Linked DNA regions of Mus musculus: all the other regions are linked to region 1. The links are chromatin contacts, called in public Hi-C, HiChIP or PLAC-seq and promoter capture Hi-C maps. All regions are on one chromosome and are shown on one strand. The core of a region is the stretch at or near the end of the contact, and the rest is flanking DNA. Distances in the headings are between cores, read along the strand shown. Region 1 holds the start of Tbcel (tubulin folding cofactor E-like). Region 2 holds the start of Cbl (Casitas B-lineage lymphoma). Region 3 holds the start of Hspa8 (heat shock protein 8). Region 4 holds the start of Ubash3b (ubiquitin associated and SH3 domain containing, B). Region 5 holds the start of 1700063D05Rik (RIKEN cDNA 1700063D05 gene).

What was found. Promoter capture Hi-C pulls out the DNA fragments that hold promoters and counts their contacts. A called contact is a pair of places that touch in the nucleus more often than the background predicts. HiChIP or PLAC-seq counts read pairs in DNA pulled down with a chosen protein or histone mark.
Region 2: a contact with region 1 is called in a promoter capture Hi-C map of cranial neural crest. The contact joins the promoter of Cbl here to the promoter of Tbcel in region 1. A contact is called at or near these places in 2 of 39 promoter capture datasets (cranial neural crest and frontonasal cranial neural crest).
Region 3: a promoter capture Hi-C map of pre-B cells shows a contact between it and region 1, with 3 times the contacts expected there. The contact joins the promoter of Hspa8 here to the promoter of Tbcel in region 1. A contact is called at or near these places in 1 of 39 promoter capture datasets (pre-B cells), 2 of 484 Hi-C or Micro-C datasets (B cells and CD8 T cells) and 3 of 115 datasets of contacts at active chromatin or transcription factors (extraembryonic endoderm stem cells, regulatory T cell precursor and thymic regulatory T cells).
Region 4: an H3K27ac HiChIP or PLAC-seq map of thymic regulatory T cells shows a contact between it and region 1, with 7 times the contacts expected there. The contact joins the promoter of Ubash3b here to the promoter of Tbcel in region 1. A contact is called at or near these places in 1 of 39 promoter capture datasets (pre-B cells) and 1 of 115 datasets of contacts at active chromatin or transcription factors (thymic regulatory T cells).
Region 5: a contact with region 1 is called in a Hi-C map of regulatory T cells, with 5 times the contacts expected there. The contact joins the promoter of 1700063D05Rik here to the promoter of Tbcel in region 1. A contact is called at or near these places in 1 of 39 promoter capture datasets (pre-B cells), 2 of 484 Hi-C or Micro-C datasets (CD4 T cells and regulatory T cells), 1 of 115 datasets of contacts at active chromatin or transcription factors (regulatory T cell precursor) and 1 of 9 other capture datasets (liver).

Annotation. Positions count from the first base shown.
Region 1 is chr9:42,470,871-42,473,565 of GRCm38.p6, reverse strand. Tbcel (tubulin folding cofactor E-like) reads left to right here and starts at 1,328. Exons shown (of 8, transcript NM_173038.5): 1 at 1,328-1,500. All of the region lies in intron 1 of Gm16322 (a long non-coding RNA gene), which reads right to left.
Region 2 is chr9:44,232,747-44,235,441 of GRCm38.p6, reverse strand. It overlaps Cbl (Casitas B-lineage lymphoma), which reads left to right and starts at 1,396. Exons shown (of 16, transcript NM_007619.2): 1 at 1,396-1,742. The coding sequence starts at 1,554.
Region 3 is chr9:40,799,925-40,802,619 of GRCm38.p6, reverse strand. It overlaps Hspa8 (heat shock protein 8), which reads right to left and starts at 1,344. Exons shown (of 9, transcript NM_031165.5): 1 at 1,272-1,344; 2 at 493-702; 3 at 1-202. The coding sequence starts at 697.
Region 4 is chr9:41,156,734-41,159,428 of GRCm38.p6, reverse strand. It overlaps Ubash3b (ubiquitin associated and SH3 domain containing, B), which reads left to right and starts at 1,367. Exons shown (of 14, transcript NM_176860.6): 1 at 1,367-2,130. The coding sequence starts at 2,003. Gm35657 (a long non-coding RNA gene) reads right to left here and starts at 786. Exons shown (of 8, transcript XR_870644.1): 1 at 1-786.
Region 5 is chr9:41,204,792-41,207,486 of GRCm38.p6, reverse strand. 1700063D05Rik (RIKEN cDNA 1700063D05 gene) reads right to left here and starts at 1,332. Exons shown (of 5, transcript NR_040392.1): 1 at 1,158-1,332.

The DNA of each region.
Region 1 (2,695 bases), core at 79-2,578:
CCAGTTCCTCTGCTCTGCATGTCCTTCCCACTGAGGCTCCTTTTAGCTGTGGTCCTGCCAATATCTCTAGTCCCTCCTAAGGTGTCAGCAAAGTGCTTTTCTGGGCAGGAGGCAATCGCGTAAGAGTACTCTAAGCCACTGCCTGACCCATAGACCTCAGAACGTGTTTCTTAACCAGGTCCTTCTCAAGTCTCTCTCCAGCCTAAGTCCTGCCTATGGGACAAGACAGAAGAATCAATTGAAGTCCCCAGGGCCTGAGGTTGGTAAGAATTTTTGTTTTCCTCTTTCTGGGAGCCAGTATACACATGTGCATGTTTGTGGCAACCCCCACATCCTCCTGGACACACACAGATTGACACTGGGCATGGAACTCTCCTCAACTCCTAGACTTTCCATTCACATATCTGTGCATGGCTGGTTCCTCCTCGGGATCAGCCTGCACCATCTCTATTCCGTGGGCACAAAAGCAAACAACCTAACAGCCAAGTGTGAGGCTTCGGAGCCGGGGCTATGCGTGGCCTGGTGTGAAGCATATTTTCTTTGGAGCCAGCCTGACCTGGTTTCAAGTCTCAGCCATGTCATTTTGGCTAAGTAGGTGGTCATGAGCAGATCATTTGACTCCCCAAACTTCAATTTTCAATTCTACAAAATATGTCCTTTAGGAGGTTTGTGGGTTATGTTTTGTGTGTTTTTCTTTTCTTTTCTTTTCTTTTCTTTTCTTTTCCTTTCCTTTCCTTTCTTTTCTTTTCTCTTCTTTCTTCCTTCCTTTTTTCCTTTCTTTCTTTCTTTCTTTCTTTTTAATCTCATGTATTTATTGGCTATGGCTGTAAAGCACACACAATAGGTGAAAATTGTAAATTGTTAGTGTTTGGGAGCTTCAGGTGCCTCGGGACTAGAGGGGGCACAGAACGAAGGTCAAACTGTCCCCTACGCCTAGATGTATATGAAGTATAGAGATCGTACAGGACATTTTATAGATGAGGCCTGTGAAGTCAAAGACAGGTAGTGATCACAAGTAGGGTTACACTGAGTCAGGCCAAGATTGCAGGTGTGTTTGGACACGTTCGTCCAGGGCTCCTTTCTCCAAGGATGCTTCTCTTGTAGGTGATCGGTCTTTGGACCTGTGGTTGGTTGCTCCCCTGCTGCACTGGTAAGAAAAGCAAGCAGATGGGGTGTAATTCTGATCCACTCTAGGTGAATGCCACCATTCCCGGTTGCCATGGCAACCGCAGCTCGCTCTGAGAGGCTCGTCTCCTCTGGCCCCTCCCAATCACGCAGCGGACGTGACACGTGCGGCGGGGTCACGTGTTGTTGTTGGGGTCCCCGGAAAGCTGCTTCCGGGTCAATGCAGGACACTGGGCTCTGGCGGCCGGAGAAGGGGTCGAGGTGAAGTGGAGCCGGTCCGGGGCCGGCCTGGAGCAGGCCGGAAGCCGAGCGGCGACGCGGTGGCCGGGCGGGCGGAGGCGCAGCCCGAGGAGCCGCCGCCTCCCGGGCCGAGGGGTGAGTGTAGCCCGGCCGCTGCTCCTCCTCCGGGGCCGGAGGCCCGAGGCATGCTCCACCTGTGGGGGTAGGAGGCCAAGCCTGGGATCCTGGGAGGACGGCGCACTGATGGAGGGCAGAAGGCTGGACAGCGGCAGCAAGCCAGATGCTCCCAGCCTCCTTGAGGCCTGGGGTATGGAAGCGGCTCCCTGGGTGGGAAACTTAGCTTTGAATCACTGAATCAGGAAAATGATGAAAACAACTGGACGTGTCAAGTCCTCGGGGTGTATCCCCATCTGTAAGATTTGGTATCTTAGTGGGAAAGAGCAGCTGTCCCTGTAACTCCTGGATCACTAAGCCTGTCCCTTCCTGGACTGCTTAAAGCTTGTAGTTTGCTAGGAATTTGGGGAGCATGTTTTTGCACCAAGCCGTATTAAGATTGGGGGCTGCCAGGAGACTCCATCCTAGCTTCTTGGTAATGGTGCGAAATGATCTGTGATAAACTGAATAGAGTACAGGCTTCTGGAACTACTAGGAAGACAGTCTGGGATTTGGAGAAGGGAAGAGGATTCGTCCTCCTTAGGGACACAGGCAGCAATTGCAGAAGTTGTAGTTGAGGAAAAGTTGATTGGAGGAGTTGAACTGTTGACAGTCAGTGGAGGAAGGAGGAGCCCCACTCCAAGGTTGCTTAGCTACAGGAGTTTGTAGGCTCCGCCTTAGGGCTGTTAAGGAAACTGGCAGGACCTCAAGGCCAGCTAAAAGCTTGGCTGGGACTTGTCCTTCTCTCTGCTTTTGTATAGCCTTTGCCTGTGTATCAAGAAACTCTTGAATAGATTTCAGTGGTTCCATCTTGAGCGAAGAGTGCTTGAGCAAACTGTTTGGGGGGAAGATGGGGGAGGCCCTGGGGCCCAAAGCAGGCTTGGTTAGGCTTGCCCCTTTTGTATTCTGTCTCTGTAGCTCTTGATAGGATCTCATAGGCTCGTCTTGAGCAGAGAACTGGATTAAGGATGTTTAGTCAGCCTGGGTCCTTTGGCTTTAACCATAGCTCTAACTTAAGGAAAAAAGCAAAAACCTCACACTGATAAGGGCATTATGATTTAGTTTGTGCACCTATACACACACACACACACACACACACACGAATGAAAGGTTTTTACAAAGTAGTGGCTTTATGATACAGATTCTCTTGGCCTTGACCTCACTGGGTAGCCCAGGC
Region 2 (2,695 bases), core at 147-2,646, 1.8 Mb before region 1:
ACTTGCAGCCGGGCGTGGTGGCGCACACCTTTAATCCCAGCACTTGGGAGGCAGAGGCAGGTGGATTTCTGAGTTCGAGGCCAGCCTGGTCTACAGAGTGAGTTCCAGGTCAGCCAGGACTACACAGAGAAACCCTGTCTCGAAAAAAAAAAAAAAAAATGACTGATTTGCAACCCAAAGTTGTGGGACTGAATAATTCTGGTGTTCAGAGACTGTTTTCTTTCTTCAAGTACTGGACAAGTTCAACAACCTACCAGCCAAAGGCTTGGTGGCAGAACTGAGTACTTAATGTCACCAAATGGTTTTGGAGCTAAAAAAATATTAGCAAACCAAGGTTGGGTACTTTCTTCTTCTTTGGAAAAGAAGTTCCTATTTTCAAAGTACTTCTAGTGAAGTCTGAAGATTAGGGAAGTGAAGGTGTCCGGGAGCTGAATTTCTGTTCCCTCCATGCAAGTGGCTCACAGCCTCTGTGGGCGGGGCCTCGTGCCGCCAGCGCATTCCGCTGAGCAATAGAATATCTTTAAAGTACATATTCAGTTCCCAGAAAAGGAATTGCTCTTCAGAAAGAAAAAGATCAAAAGGAAGTTACTTGTTTTAAAAAGGTTAAAAAGTCTGGAAGAAGCGCGTGAGACGCGAGTGTCCTTAACCTTAAACCTTTATGTGACTTAGTCTGCAAAAAGCTGCAGCAACTGAATTCCCAACCTTTGAGGGTTATAAATACCAAGGCGATTTTTAATCCCTGCGCTCGGGAGGTAGAGGCATGTGAATCTCTGTGAGTTCAGAGCCACCCTGGTCTACACAGCGAGTTCCAAGGCAGCCAGGGCTACATGGTGAAACAAGATGGTGGAATAGGGATATAGCTCAAGGTGGGGTACTTGTCTAGGATGTGTGAGGTCGTAGGTTCAATTCCAATCACCACAAAAATAAAAACACTAAGGGGAAGAAAACGAACTTTGGCTTTCTTTTTCCATCTTTCCACAAGATGAGGCAGATAACTCGAAGCTCAATATCCACATTTAGAAGACTCCTTCCATCCCTACCCGTCTTAATCCGAGCACAGCCATGACTCAACTCCCGGAGGCAACAAGCCCAGGCCACAACGAACATGGACGGCCAGGCTTCTCTTCTGCCTAGTGCGCAGGTTCTACCTTGGACCCCACCTCTTTCCTTCCATTCCTCTCTTCTCCAGCAGAGGGCGCAGGCACTGAGTTTTCTTTGGGCTCCGCCCCGCCCGTCCCAGTGGGTCAGGGCGGGAGCAGTGGGCGCGGAAACTTGGTCGAGGCTTTCCGGGAGCCGCGGGGCACGCGGGTGCACGCGAGCTCGTGCGCGCGTTGGGGGTCGCCGCGGCGTGCCGTGCTTGCCCGTCTCCGGCGCGCGCCCCCGCGTTGCGCCGGCCGCGCTCGCGCCCGCGCAGGGGCGCGCCTCAGGGCGGGCGCCTCCCTCTCACTCCCTGGGCTGCGAGCGCCGGCGGTGGTTGCCGGAGAGGCCCCTCCTTCTCGCCCGGCTCCATTCCCTCGCTCGCGGCCGAGCGGGCTCCCGACCCTCCGCTGGCCATGGCCGGCAACGTGAAGAAGAGCTCGGGCGCCGGCGGCGGCGGCTCTGGGGGCTCGGGAGCGGGCGGCCTGATCGGGCTCATGAAGGACGCCTTCCAGCCGCACCACCACCACCACCACCTCAGCCCGCACCCTCCCTGCACGGTGGACAAGAAGATGGTGGAGAAGTGCTGGAAGCTCATGGACAAGGTGAGCGGCCTGCGGGCGCGCGCGGCGCCGGGTGGGCGTGGGCGGTGGGGCGCCAGGGAGGGCTGCCGTTGGCAGTTGGGAACGTTGAGGTGTGGGGGAGCCAGACAAAGATGGGGTGGGGGCTGGGGGAGGGCTGGTCACCGCGCCACCCGGGCGGAAGTGCGATGGGGGTGCGGAGCTTGGGGATGTGGGTCGTCGAGTGAGCCCCGGGAGGTGGGCCTGGGGTGCTGGGGGTGGGATGTGTGTTGGATCTGCCGGCTACGGCTCCGGGTTTGGAAGAGGAGTCGCCCTGGGTGAGGGACTTGGGTTCAGGAGGCGGCCCGGCTGACTGCGGTCAGGGTGAGCTTATAGTTTTTTCTCATTAAGATGTAGCACACAGATCAAAGAAAAAGAGGTGGGTTTAAATGGGGGCAGGGAAGGAAGGAACTTCCCTTCTCCGCTAAGGATGGCTTAAGTTTTTGTCTTGCAAAGTGTTGGATGTAATCCATCGCTGCTGCTGAGATAGGCACTGGTTAAACCACAAGTTCTGGTTAGAACCATTATCTTTCGAAAGGTGGACTGACTGAGCGTGCTGAATTAATAGTCTGACTTCTACAGAACTTCCTGCTTGCTCTCGGTGCTTTTCGCTGGGCTGTAGTGTTTGATTTTTGTAACGGGCCTACCTGCTTATTATTTAAGACCCCTTTGATAGCCATTATAAAATCAGGTGCGGGGGTGGGGTTGCCTATGGTTAGCCCTTTAAGTCTGTCAATCAGGAGAATCTTACTTCCTTACAGTTGAGCCTGTATAATGTAGTCTTGTAGTTGGCCCCAGTACTTAAACGTGAATACACAATCTTGTCTTAACATTTTGTTGGAAGTCAGTGCTCTGTTTCCTTAACTCTTACCACAGTTATTATTTTTTTCAACATTCCTACTGCAGATAAATGTGATTAGGAGGCCCCGGCATGTAAG
Region 3 (2,695 bases), core at 95-2,594, 1.7 Mb after region 1:
CCGAGGTACGCTTCTGCAATTTCCTTCATCTTTGTCAGAACCATGGAGGACACTTCCTCTGGGTAGAAACTTTTTGTCTCCCCTTTGTATTCCACTTGGACCTTGGGCCTGCCTGCATCATTCACCACCATGAAGGGCCAGTGCTTCATATCAGACTGAACAACAGCATCATCAAACCTACGCCCGATCAGACGTTTGGCATCTGTAAAATATTAAACATACCTCATCACACTCCTTAGTGCCTATCACTGCAAAAAAAAAAAAAACCAAAAAAACAGAAAACAAAAACCTGCAGCACCCATCTAGATGGACGTAATCTCTAGTGCAGGAAGCCAAGGCCCATATTTAAAATCTTGTGGCCTTATATTGTCATATTTAAACAGTTGCAATCTCAGGCTGCAGTTATTAAGGCAGATCTGTTTCTACATTCCAAATGCCCTGCCCCCCAGCCCTTTTACTCATGCTAGTGGCACAAAGATGCTGGCGACTTACCAAAAACTGTGTTGGTGGGGTTCATTGCAACCTGATTCTTGGCCGCATCCCCAATTAATCTCTCTGTGTCCGTGAAAGCAACATAGCTTGGCGTGGTGCGGTTACCCTGGTCATTGGCAATAATTTCCACCTTTCCATGCTGGAAGACACCCACACAGGAGTAGGTGGTGCCGAGATCAATGCCAACTGCAGGTCCCTTAGACATGGTTGCTATTAGAAAAAAAAAGGAGGGGGGCTAAGCACTCGCTTTCCGGCTTTTATCCAGTCCGCAGTGGGTCTGGACTTGGTGACCCAGACCTATCACCTGAAGCCACGCGGCAGGCTCGTGGCAGCAGTGCTGCAGTATAGGTGGTCTGTGCCAAGCCTGGCACAGCCCGCCCAAGGCTCAAGGAACCATCTGTCCTAAAGGTCTGCGACAATGGTGGAGCACGTGGCCACCTCCGAGCGCCCCCCGAACCCCCCCCACCCGGACCGCGCACCGCGGGAGCCAGGATCCCCCTTTCCCACCTCGGGGGGCCCTGCCCTGTGGGCGCCGGGCAGAAGCCTTATATTTGAAGTCACAGACAGGATAAAAAGACCAGGGCGCCTGTGGCTCCCCTCCCCCGCCACGCGGAGCCACAAGGCCATGGCGGCGCCGCCCTGACTCAGCCCATCCTCCGGATCTGCTGCAGTCTCTGTCCCTGGTGGTGACGGCCTGAGCTGCAGCCGCCGCCTAAGAGACTCCCCGGGACTCCTGCACCACCCCGGACCCCCGCAAACCCCCGAGTCCCATGCCTCACCTTGTGTGTAGGCCCAGCTGCGCTGACGACGAGACCACACAAATGCCAGGCAGCTGCCTCCGCGTTCAATGAGACCGGTTTCCGCCCGCTTCCCTCTCTCTTATACCCTGTCTTAGAACCTTCCAGAAGGGTGCCGCCCCATCCCGCTGCCGATCATAGCTTCTTAGCCAATGGACGACCAGCCCTTGCCGACTGCACTAATGAAGAGCCAGAACGCTCGCCTAGGTCCCGCCTTCTCCCCGCCCCGCCTCGCGATGACGCACGACCGCGGCGTTCTGGAACTTTCACGCTCGCCCCCGCTCTGGGAACGGCCCGGGGGGAGCGGAGAAGGCGGGGCGCCGGGAGCCCGCGCGCGGGAGTCCTCTGTCACTCAGAGCTGCTGGGGGAGGGGAGAGGGTCGCCGGCGAGTGCGCGTGCGCGACCCGGCAGCGCAGGCGGGAGGGGGCGGAAGGATGCCCTGGGAGGAAGGCGGGTACCTCCGCGACGGACCAATGAGAGCAGCGTTCGGCCGGATCCCTACCTCTTGGGACCCCGGGCTGCCTGAGAGAAGAGCCTGAGGGAGGGGGAGTCCGGGAAGAGAAGACGGAAGTGGGGCGAGGACAAAATGGCTGCGAAGGTTGTTGCGCCCCTCCCCCACACGACCCTCGGTCCTTCTCCCTGAGCCCGGCGGTTTCCCGGCCTCGGGCTTGGTCCACCCCAGCCTGAGACTAAGGAGCACTGCTAGGCTTCTTGTTTCGTGCTGCCAGCTTGTGGGAGGCTAAGCCGCCGCGCTATCTCGCTGGCTTTCCCCACCCCTCACCCCCCACAAAATGGGACACCTCGATTCCCCCCCCCCCCAGTGCGGAGGCTCGATCTGCCTGGCTCGCCACATGTCCCCAGGATCGTTTGTGATCCTCTATCAAAGAAATGGCCCAGTCCTCTCTGCTTACCCCTGAGCCGAACGCCCCTCCCCACCTCCGCTGTCCCACAGGGGACAGCGTGACCTCTGTCCCCTCTCTGCTCCACCAGACTCATCAGTTAATGGAATAAATGTACGAAAGATAAATGTTTTTTGTCCCTTTGTGGGTGAGCTAGGCACTGGCATTCCTGGTTTCCGGCAGCCCCGTGTCCTTGATAGAGTGATCGCGACCTTTTTATTTTCAGTAACATGAGGTAATGTCTCTCCTGACTTGACTTTTACCAAAAATTAAACGCCCGGCCGCGCTGAGTCCTTGAAAACGTGACTGAGCCAATGGCCGGAGCGAGTGCTTAGACTCTGAAACCGCAGTGCCTGGAGGCTGGGCGTTCCGGGCCTCGTCACACCCGGCTCTCTAGCACTTTCCACGCGTCCTTTCAAATAGGCAGGGAGTGCAGCTCTTTATTAGTTAGATAGGTTGTCTTTTTATTTTTTAAAGAATACTGTTGTGGCGTTTAAATTGGAAGGT
Region 4 (2,695 bases), core at 118-2,617, 1.3 Mb after region 1:
TCCAGATCATCTGGCTCAAGCCCAGATATCTGAAAAAAAAAAAAGACTTTAGAATGCTGGGTACTGTCCAGTAGACTTTCCTGAACACATCCCAAGGAGGCTAGTCTATGGATTATGGTTTTCTAAGCTGCTTCCAACCACTGCCTTAGCTAGACATTTCCTCTGCTGGGAAGAAGAAACTCCCCCACCTAGGAAATGTGAATTGCCCTTGGTCTCTTTCATAACACTAGGCAGAAATATGCAAATTCCTACCCAGGCTTCCTCTGTCTCACCTTCCCACTTCCAAATGCCACGGATACTCTGAAGAAACACCAGTGGAGGATGGGAGGTCAGGGGATTAAACTTTCATTTTCTTGGGTGCCTTATAAAGCAACATTTAAAGCTATGGCGAGGGCTTTATCCATCTTGGTCACCCTCCTCCCCCTTCCCTGCACTCTAAGTAGGCAAGCAGGAAAGAGCTTTAGTGCCTGGGGAATCTGGAGCTACCGACTACCCCTGTATAGATGGGACTACGAGGATGTTGGGGGTAGAGGTAACCCATTTGGGGGAAGAGGTGACCTGTTCGGGGCACCACGGGGAGTCAAAGTTCCATCTCTTCACGCTGGAGCTCTTCAGTTTTCCTCTGTCCCTCTGAGCTGAATTTTCTCATCTCTAAAAAAACGAGGCTATACAGGTAGGCATCCTCAAGGGCGCCATAAAAGGCCCATGAGTTAATTCAGCCATTATGCTCAGCACAATCATGGGCACACAAATGGATCCAATAAACATTAGGTATTATCATTGTCGTCATCATCATCATCATCACTCCCCCCGCCCCCACCCCCCCACCCCGAAAGAAGATCTGTGCCTCTTCTATTACACCAAATGGGATTGGTTCTTGATTGAGAACAATGCCTTTGTCTCCAGGTGATCAAGCTTTAACAGGCAACAGCAGTAATGACTTCTGTTCTTTGAGGTGGAGGTTGCTGGTCCTACTGGGGTGGGGGTGGGAGCTCACTTGTGGCTCCTATGCAGCAGGGATCCCGACTCCCGACTCAGAACCCTTTTATAGACAGGGTGCGCACTCACTCATGAAAGTCAGCTCTTTCCATTCGGAAGTGCTATAATTAGTGTCCTTTCTCTGTTCCTTCTCCTTCTAGCTCCTAGCCTTTCATTTCTCTGCTTCCCCTCCCTTTTTTCTTCCCCTTTCTCTTCTCCCTTCCTTCCTGGCCTTTGCCCTCTCAGGTCCTTCCATTTCCAAGAATCAGAGGCCCTTTTCCAGAAGTCGCTGTCCAGTCAGTCACTGAGGGCTGTGAGGTACTCGGCCTACAGTGATGTAACAACTTTGTAACTTTAGCGAGATCAATTTGAAGTGACACCTTTTCCCGGGTCTTATGGCTTAGCCTTCTGGACCTCTCCTCCATCCGTGCAGAGGGTTTCCATTACTGACCTCGCCAATGATCAAATGAAACGTGAAATGGGCTATTCTGAAGCCCGGAGGCCCAGATGGATCGATATGCAAGCCAAGGGCAGAGCTACGGCTCTGCGAATCCAAGCACACTGGCCTACTTCTGGAGACCTTCTGTCTAGAAGCAATTCCTACTATGGCTGGCTGTAATCCAGCCAGCCCAGCTTGGGCCGGCGCGGGCGCTTTAAGAGAGGGGCGGGGCCCGGCGCAGGCAAGGCAGGGCCTGCCCACAAGGCTGCTTTTCCTTTTTGATCCATTCAAAAATTACTCATTGCAAATTCCCGGACAGCTCGGGGAGGAGAAGCTGGTGGGGCGGAGGACAGAGAAGGCTGCAGCGGCGCAACGCTGGGACTCCGGGACCCCGCGGGCTGAGGTCGGACCCGCAGCAGCCACCGGCCCGCGCCGAGCTCCAGTGGCCTCTCCAGGAAGCGTCAGTCTCCGCCCGGAGATCTGGGAGCACCGCCCCCACCGTCCTCCCCGGACCCCCAGTCCCCGGCGCGCGGGCGATGGGCGGCCACTGAGCGGGCACTCGGCACCGCGACCCCAGCCCTCGGCATGGCCGCGCGCGAGGAGCTGTACAGCAAAGTCACCCCGCGCAGGGACCGCCTGCAGCGCCCGGGCACAGTCAAGCATGGGTCGGCGCTGGACGTGCTCCTGTCCATGGGCTTTCCCCGCGCCCGCGCGTAAGTCACCCGCCTGGGCCCCGCGACCCTCGACTTCGCTCCGGCTCGCCATCCTGGCGCTGCCTGAAACCTGCTTAGGGGAACACGATGGGCGCGCTGGCGGCGGGAGTGTCGGGCTAGGGGATTGCTTGGGGATGCTGGACGGCCGGGGTATCAGGTTCGAATCCCGGGTTTCGCTGGTAGCTCTGGGCGGTTCGCGCGCGCTCCCCCAGAGGTCTCTTATATTAAGCCCGGGAGAGGCGGGTCCCTTGGAGGACTTGGATCCCTTATCCATCCAGAGTGGTGAGCTGTTTGGGAGCGGAGGTTAGGGGTCGGTCTACTGGTGGCTGGCGAAAGGCGAGGGGCAGCGGGGCAGGGTGGCCGGCGCCCCCGCTGCAGAGGCTTCCAGCTCCGGATGTCGCTCTTGAGCTCCCGGCTCCCTCCGGAGTGGGAGGAGCGGGAGCGTGGGTGTCGCTGCGTGTTCATTGATAAGAGAGGATGGAATGGGAAGAAGTGATTCCTCCAGGGGACCAGGGTTCTCGTCAGTGGTGACGGCAGCGCAGAAAGCTGTGGGTGCTCAAAAGTA
Region 5 (2,695 bases), core at 83-2,582, 1.3 Mb after region 1:
AATCCTCTCTTCACAGTCCGTGTGTCCTTTTGGCGACACGGTGAGAACTCCTCACCTCCGCCTCCCCAGGAGTTGTCTGTGTCTAACATCAAGGCCCTCTCTTTTTCCTGACAATGACGCGTTCCGGAAGGAATCCTGGGCAGCCTTGGGTTTTCTCTCTAGAGCTCCCAGGCACTGGTCCTCCAGCTGGAAGCCTGGGGTTCAAGGGAAAGCTTTGAAGAAGGAAGCAGACATGTTCTCTCTAAGCAAGAGCAGCACAATTTTCTAGGGGAGGGCCCAGTCACAGTTGCACACAGACTGAATGCTTAGAATTGGGTTTATGTGACAGTAAAAGAATAAATTGTACCTAACGAATGAATCCCATCTGGCAAAACAACGGAGTTCTCTTCTCTTAGTTATTTACAAAATAAAACAACAACAACAAACGGGGGCTGGGGCGTATTTCCAGCACAGAAATATTCCCAGGACAGCCCTGCAATGCAGTCGCTATACAACATCAGCAAAATGTCCAGGAGTGCTGTGCCCTTTCTAATGCTCCGCTGTCTGCTAGGGCACCCCAGGACCTTCTGCTCAGAAGGGAGAGAATTCCCTTGAATCGCATCTCTGGAGTTCTCCTTTTCTCAGTTGCCCCTCCCACCCCCTACTGTACATCCCTAATACAGTCATTCTCTCCCTCTGCTCTCTCCAATGTCTACCTTGAGTAGCTCTCTCCCTCTTTGTCCTCGGCAATTAGACGCGGGGGCGGCAGTAATGACGTTCTACGATGCCTTATGACACGGGTCTTTCTCCCATTTCATTGACTCCCAAATTTGCTCATCTATTGAAATCACTGGGACGCCTGGTGTGGAGAAACTTAACTATAATCCCAGGACTTGGGATGCTGGGGCTGAAGGATCAAGTTTAAGGCCAGAGTGGACTAACATTGTGACACACAGTTTCATAAAGAGCAGAGCAGGGTTAAAAGGCTGAAAATAAAAAACAAACCAAGGATTAAGTCAACGCTGGGAAATCGCTCCTCTGCCCATGCTACCCAGCATTCATGCAAATCATCTTCCACCCATCTTCCACGCTTGGGACAGCCCCGCCTAAATAGACGGGCATCTCCATTTCTTCCTCCTGTACATAAAGTGAGTTATTAGCCTGTAACCTAAACTCACTTCAGCTCAAACACTGTCCAAACTCTTCAAACATTGACATCATATAGAAACACAGCTTCTCCTCTGAAAGCCCAGATCTCCTTACGGGAGGTCGAGTTGCTGGGTTTTATAATAACCTAGGGAGGAGCATCTTGTTTTAACTGCAGGGACCCAAGCAAGACAACAAACTACAACTAAGGACCTTCTTGATTGTGACCCAGTCTCACAGAATCTGGAATTTTCAGTGCAGCCTGATAGCTAAACTCCTCTATGATGCAGCCATTGAGGGAAACAGAATAAAAGCCGTTAGACTGGACTCCTAAGAGTCCTTGGGCCCTGGATTTCCTACAGCAGATGCTTAGCTCTTTAAGACTGTAAGGTTAGACTACATCCTGGCTCAGGCCAATTCAGGGACACTGGCAGGCACCCTGCTGGGACACTGTTTGTGAATTCTAAGCTAGCTGGGCTTTCCTTGAGGCACCTCACCTGGGAAGTAAGTTTATATCAAAAGTTGTGCCAATCCTTTTCACCATCTCTTTCCCAGGCTCCTACCTGGGTACCAAGCAGCCTGGCTGCAGGCTCTTGGTGTGAACTTTCCACATCCCCAAGAGCTGAAAGAAGTGGATTCTACCAAGTGGGCTCTGCTTCTCTTCAGAGACCCCACTATGCTGTTTATCCCTGATGCTGGGACATGAACTCTCTCAGAAGCCCCTGCCTTGCTGCCACCCTCTGTCTGTCCATGGTGCTAGTAACAATCATAGTAAATGTGTTAGCCCCTAATCTGCTTCAGTGTCCTGAGCCCACCCCCACCCCCGCATCCAGAGTCACAGCCTCCATCCCTGCCCCAGCTCTCCCTCAATAAAGCCTGTTCTCCACAAGGGGGCAGAGTTTGAACCCAAATCTTGGGTCTTGCCGGTGCCCACCTGCTTGGCTTCTCACATTCTTAGAGATTATTCCCTGGATCCCTTTGTGTCAGCTCACTAATGCTGTTATTCTTGGTCAAAGAGTCCTCTAAACCAACCCCGAGACCATGTATGGCTTACATGTTCCACTAGGCCTCAGACACAAGGAGCAACTAGTACAAGACTCCTTTCTCACAGATTGCAGAGCTTGCTGTAGACCTTTGCCAGACTTACCCTATATCAGCACCAGCTAACCCTGAAGTTACCCTGCAATATTACTGTGTAGTGACAACTGGAGTCCCAGTCAGTGTTCTGCGTAACGTTCTGTTGCTGTGATAGACACCAGGACCAAAAATGAGTTGGGGAGGAAAGGGTTTATTTTAACTTGTAGGTCACTGTCCATCATCAAAAGGACAGATGTTGCCGGTGGGACTGAAGCAGAAGCCGAGAAAGCAGTGCTCCACCATCTCAACCCCAGGCTCATCTTCAACTACATTTCCCATACAGCCAAGCTTCTTATCCTAGAATCACCCAGTTCTTTCTTTCTTTCTTTCTTTCTTTCTTTCTTTCTTTCTTTCTTTCTTTCTTTCTTTCTTTCTTTCTTTCTAAGATTTTATTATTATATCTAAGTACACTGTAGCTGTCTTCAGACACACC